Linked DNA regions of Macaca mulatta: region 1 is linked to region 2. The links are chromatin contacts, called in public Hi-C maps. All regions are on one chromosome and are shown on one strand. The core of a region is the stretch at or near the end of the contact, and the rest is flanking DNA. Distances in the headings are between cores, read along the strand shown.

Region 1 (2,700 bases), core at 74-2,573, 290 kb after region 2:
AAATAAAAATAATAAACTAAAAGAAAACACACAAAATGAGGAGGGTGAGATAATCCTCCCTCAAAATTGAGGGAGGGTGAGATATCAGACAGTAGCAAATTTATAGCACACCACACATCGCTGCCATCCCAGGCCAAACTCCTGATACCCTACAGCTCTCTCCTTCTACAAACACTGAAAAGAACCTTTTCAAATGCCAGGACCCTTCTCTTCTGGGGGAAGTCTCAAGAATGCCCACTCCCTTTTCCCTGTCCTCCAGTCCCAGCCTTCTCATCTCTTACCCCAGAGATCATCTGAAATAACATACTTAAGACTGCCCCACTTAAATCTGACCTCCTGGCCTTGACCTAGTCCAGACCACTCCCTTTACCCCAAAGACATTTTAAGCCCAGTCCCTTCCCCACAATTTCACACCTTCCTCTCTAGTTGCCTAAGTGAGGAAGCCTCCACTCTGAGACATATCAGAGTCACCATTCCAAAATTCAAACGTTCATGAAAAAACACAACAAAAACACCTTGCTCTTTCATGCCTTACTTTCAATCATAGCTGCATATGCTGGAGCAGAAAATCCTGCTGGTTTCATATTTAAAACCTACCCAGAATATGATCACTTCTACCTACTCACCTGCCATTACTCTCGGTACATCCACCACCAAAGCATTCCTGGAATCCACTGCAGCCGTCTCCTTACCGGTCTCCTAGTATCCATCCTCACAGTCCCCACCCCTAACTAATGTTCTCCCCTGAGCAAATTTCGAGACACTTAAAATCCCAGCTAAGATCACTTCCTTCTATTCAAAACCCTCAGGTAATCTCAACGCCCTGAGAATGAAGGGACAACTTTTCAGCCTGCCATTCCAGGCACAGTTCCTCAAACTCTGCTCCGTGTTGAAAAGAACACTGTCTCCCAAATGTCTGGGGATCAGCAGCACCCCCGAGCCTTTACCTGCGACGTCCCCTCCGCCCGTAACTCTCCCACACCCACCCACAGCGAGATAGAACCCCGCCCAAGAGTGCGTCGCTGTCCTGGGACACAGGGGCTGCAGGAACTTTACGATTCGGAGTCGGAGAAAGAGTGGCTGAGGGCCGGGAGGATGCAGCACCCACCCGCGCGGAGTCCGTTAGCTCCGCCACAGGACCGTGGGCGCGGACAGCTGCCGGGAGCGGCAGGCGTCTCGATCGGGGACGCAGGTACTTCCATCCCCGTAGAGCTTCGGACGCGTCGCGGGACGCTGGGGACAACATCTCCGCGCTTTCCCGACACCTCCACCTGCGGTCCACCCAAGCGTTACAGAGACCCAGATAGATGCAGCCTGACAGAAACAAACAAAATGTCCGCTAGGAGGAGGAGCCGGAAGTCCCGCCCACGCACCCTCCGCACGCACTGAAACACCCCTCTCTTGGGCCCTCATTGGATATGCAACGTATAGGTTTGTGGGTAGTGTAGTTCCCACGGAGACATCCTTCAAGGCGGAGGATTCTCGGCCTGGGACCGGGGCCAAGGTGTTTGGGGAAAGTAACCCGAGTTTCAAAGGACTGGCAGGACTTCCGTCCTCTTTTTTTTTTTTTTTTTTGAGGCGCAGTCTCGCTGTGTCTCCCAGGCTGCAGTGCAGTGGCGCGTTCTCGGCTCACGGCAACCTCCCCCTCCCGGGTTCAAGCGATTTTCCTGCCTCACCCTCCTGAGTAGTTGGGACTACAGGGGCCCGCCACCACGCCCGGCTAATTTTAGTACTTTTAGTAGAGATGGAATTTCACCACATTGGCCAGGCTGTACTCCTGACCTTGGGATCCGCCTGCTTCGGCCTCCTAAAGTGCTGGGATTACGGGAGTGAACCAGGGCGTCCAGCCCGACTTCCGTCCTCTGAAAAGGCCTGGACCTAGACTCCCCGGAGGGTAGTCTGCACTGGTCGCAGAAATGTGGAGACATTTCAGATGTTCCCCAAAGCTGCAAAACTAAATAGACAAACCACAACACAATGTCTCTTTGCCTACACTCATAGCTAGGAGCTAATAACTATTATCTTGTTGCTTTGCAAGTACGTGTGTACTCAAGCTTTACGGGAACTTTTGTGAGCTTCAGTTTGGTCAGAGAGGGAAGAGAAAATACTCCAAACAAGGCCTTGCAGTGGAAGAAGGAAGAGGGATGATGTGGAGTCTCCCTGAAACCAGTGGACAGATTTCCTCAGAAAACTCTTCCTGCCTAGGTAATCAGTGAGTGTATCCACCACTGCAAAACACAGTGCCATTACCATTTAATCTGTCATTGTAGGTACGGTGTCTGTATTAGGAGGTGAGATTATCCCGGGGGGGGGGAAATCCTGTAAGCTATTAATAATGATTCTGTAGTTATTTGAAGATAATGAAAGACATTACTCCGAGGAATTATCTGTGATAGATGGACAAAGTTAAGATCTCAGTAAAGTTTGAGCCTGAATACTAAAGTATGAAAAGTGAAAGAATGAAGTTAAGCACGTGGTTGTATTGGGATCTTGACCACACTTTGTCCACAGAATGTGACTCTTTTTTCCTGAAAATGCTGAGCAGTTGTGAAGTTGTGCTGTCTTGATAATTCACTGTTAAAATATACATCCAAGAAACACCTACAAGCTCTGAGTAGGTGCTTTTCAGATGTATTAGTAGTGTGAGAGACATCACTAATAAAGTTTCCAAGATTCTATACATACAGGACATGTCCTGCA
Region 2 (2,700 bases), core at 7-2,506:
TTACAATTAAATTTTATTTTAATAAAATTTATTTTACAATTAAATTTTATTTTAATAAAATTTATTTTACAATTAAATTTTATTTTAATAAAATTTATTTTACAATTAAATTAATTTAACATAGCCACTAAGTGATTTAATTTACAATTATAGTGGTAGAAAAATAGCTCTGACTTCTGAGGTTTTGTAATTTATTGTAAAAAGCTGAATACAGGACATTTAAAGTGACCTGACAAAGTCAATACAGGACTGAGGACTAATTCATTAAATATGTCTTACATGTCTTATAGGATCACAGACAGCTGGCATCCCTATTCCTGATGTGTCCCATGCACTTAGTATTGTACCTGGCATCTAATGAGTGTTCATCAGACATGTTAGAGTAATAAATACGACAGCACAGTTTCCCTATTCAGTTTTATTTTTCTGGTAACTCTTTTAATGTATAGTCTTTACCTCTCCCTTCAAGCTGTTAATGCACAATGTTTTCAAGTTTGAAAAATAATCAGATTTTGCACACCAAATTTGAGTGTGTCCAAGGTTCTAGGACAACCTTAGCTTTTTTCCTCCTATCACAGATATATTTCTCTATAACTATTTTTGCCAGTTTCTTTGGATAACTACATAATCATCATTAATAGTTTCAGTAATAGCCATTTCACAAGAGTTATTCAGAGACGATTTCAACTCCCTGTGCAGACACTGTTGATACAATTTCAGGCGAAATGATAAATCACTTTCCAGTGATGAGATGAGATCATGCATTCCCAAACCTTTATCTCAGCAGTAAGATGCTTTCTTTGCACAAGGGCTTTGACTGGTGGAAGGTCACATTATTCTGGCAGATAATGGTAGATAAGTCGCTTTTCCTTTTCAGTTAGGTTTCAGTTTCTTAAAGTAAGTGGAAAATATCTCAGATATAAAGTAATAAGTATCATGTGAATGAAGTGTTACTGGGTAGGCTGAAAGACAGTAACTGATTATTCAGAAAGGAAAGATATTCCTCCTCAAACTCCCCATCATGCCATGTCTGGGTCTTTTCTTGTCCCAGCAGAACACATTGAAGATTATAAAACAGTCTCCAGAGCTTCGTTCTGTGTGTATTTGGCAAGCACAAAAGAACTGATCGCTATGCGTGGAAGATCAGTTCCTTATGGTTGGCCATGTTCCTTCGGACGTTCGTCCTTCGGGAACTTGCTGTGCTTTACAGAATCTGAAAGGGCAGGTCTCTGAAACATTTCTCTGACTTGTTCTAGACTGCCTTCCGGGAAAATCTGGATGCTTGCCGTTTAAAAGCCAGTGAAGCCCTCCACGCCCTTGGAGCCCCGTAACTGCATTTCTCAACACCTCTGGAGGATCCTCCTGGCTTTCATCCTGAACGCGAGTTACCTAGGTTCACAGGCGGGGCAGGCAGCGGCGTGGGAACTACACTACCCAAAAGACACAGCGGCGGACACAAGCAGCGAGTGTAGCTGCTTAGCAGAGAAGGCCTAGCAGAGAGGCGTCTACGTGGGTTCGTACTGCGTGTGGGCGGGACTTCCTGCAACGCCCCAGGGTGTTGTCAATATGGTTGAGTGGGGATCTGTTCACCCTCAGGCTGAGTCGAGACTGAGGTGAAAGAGCGGAAAAACGCGAGAAAAGGTTTCCCCGCTGTACAGAGGCTAGAGTGAGGCTCGACTGAGTCGGGTGTAGGCGTCGGTGCCTTCGACAGCGTCCAGGTCACCGCCGCTCCCGCCCCTCTCTTCCCTGGCTGTGCTAGCGGAGGCCGCGCCGATGAACCTGACTGAGGTGGGTGCCGCGTCCCAGGGCGCCCCGCCAGACCCCTCCTCCGAGTGCCGAAGCCCCGAGGAGGGGCCCTGCAGGTCAGGCCCCTGTGTCCCAAAGAGAGGGGCGTTCTCGTGTGGGGTACCGGTGTCCGCGGTGCTGTGAGGCGGGGGAGCTCCTGTCAGGGACCTGCACTTGCGAGGCTGCAGAGCGGGCGGCACTGGGGAGCCCGAGCGTCTTTGTCTCCACGGAGCTGAGAGTGAGGCGGAGTCTCGCCTGGGAGGGCCGCGGAGCTGCTGAAAGCCATAGCAGGCTGTGCAGGAAGGGTTACGCCCAGAGGTAGACGTTTAAAGTTGGGGAAAACAGGATGTTAAAGTAGGACAAGGGGACCGCTGAGGAGACCCCTTGAGTTATGGTAGGGATGGGCCAGAGGAGTTGCAGTAGAGGGGAAGTGTGATGAGATTCTGGGTGGATCTCAGAGAGACAGTCGACAGGATTTCCTGGTGCATCAAATATAGCAGTGAGGGTAGTGAAGAGTCTATTCCATGGGTTTTGTTTTGGCCTGAAAATCTGATAGAATGGAGTTGGAGAAATCGGCTTAAGGAGCAGGTTTCAGAGAGGATTACAATTTGCATTTTTGGAGGACTGAGTTTTGGAAGGCAGGTCATGGTTGGGTCCATAAGCCTGACACTCCCTTTAGACAGGTGCAAACTTGTCATAGGAAGGATTCTGGGCCGTGTCTGCAAAAACGGAGTTCTGAATGGGTTAAAGAACTGGCCTAGGCTGGAGACTGAGGTGTGAGGTGGTTTAGATTTCGGCACCTGCAGACCCAGCAGACCCCCAGGCCCACTCTGTGGAACAGCAGGAAGGTCATCCAGACTAGTGGGGAGATTGGGTCCAGACGTGGGTAGGGCTTTCTCACATCTAGTCAAGGGC

What was found. A called contact is a pair of places that touch in the nucleus more often than the background predicts.
Region 1: a Hi-C map of liver shows a contact between it and region 2, with 2.6 times the contacts expected there. The contact joins the promoter of ZNF671 here to the promoter of ZNF17 in region 2. A contact is called at or near these places in 2 of 14 Hi-C or Micro-C datasets (fetal cortex germinal zone and liver).

What each region holds. Positions count from the first base shown.
Region 1 is chr19:69,893,451-69,896,150 of T2T-MMU8v2.0, forward strand. ZNF671 (zinc finger protein 671) reads right to left here and starts at 1,324. Exons shown (of 4, transcript NM_001260628.1): 1 at 1,109-1,324. The coding sequence starts at 1,246. All of the region lies in intron 1 of ZNF776 (zinc finger protein 776), which reads left to right.
Region 2 is chr19:69,604,556-69,607,255 of T2T-MMU8v2.0, forward strand. It overlaps ZNF17 (zinc finger protein 17), which reads left to right and starts at 1,257. Exons shown (of 3, transcript XM_077980031.1): 1 at 1,257-1,517.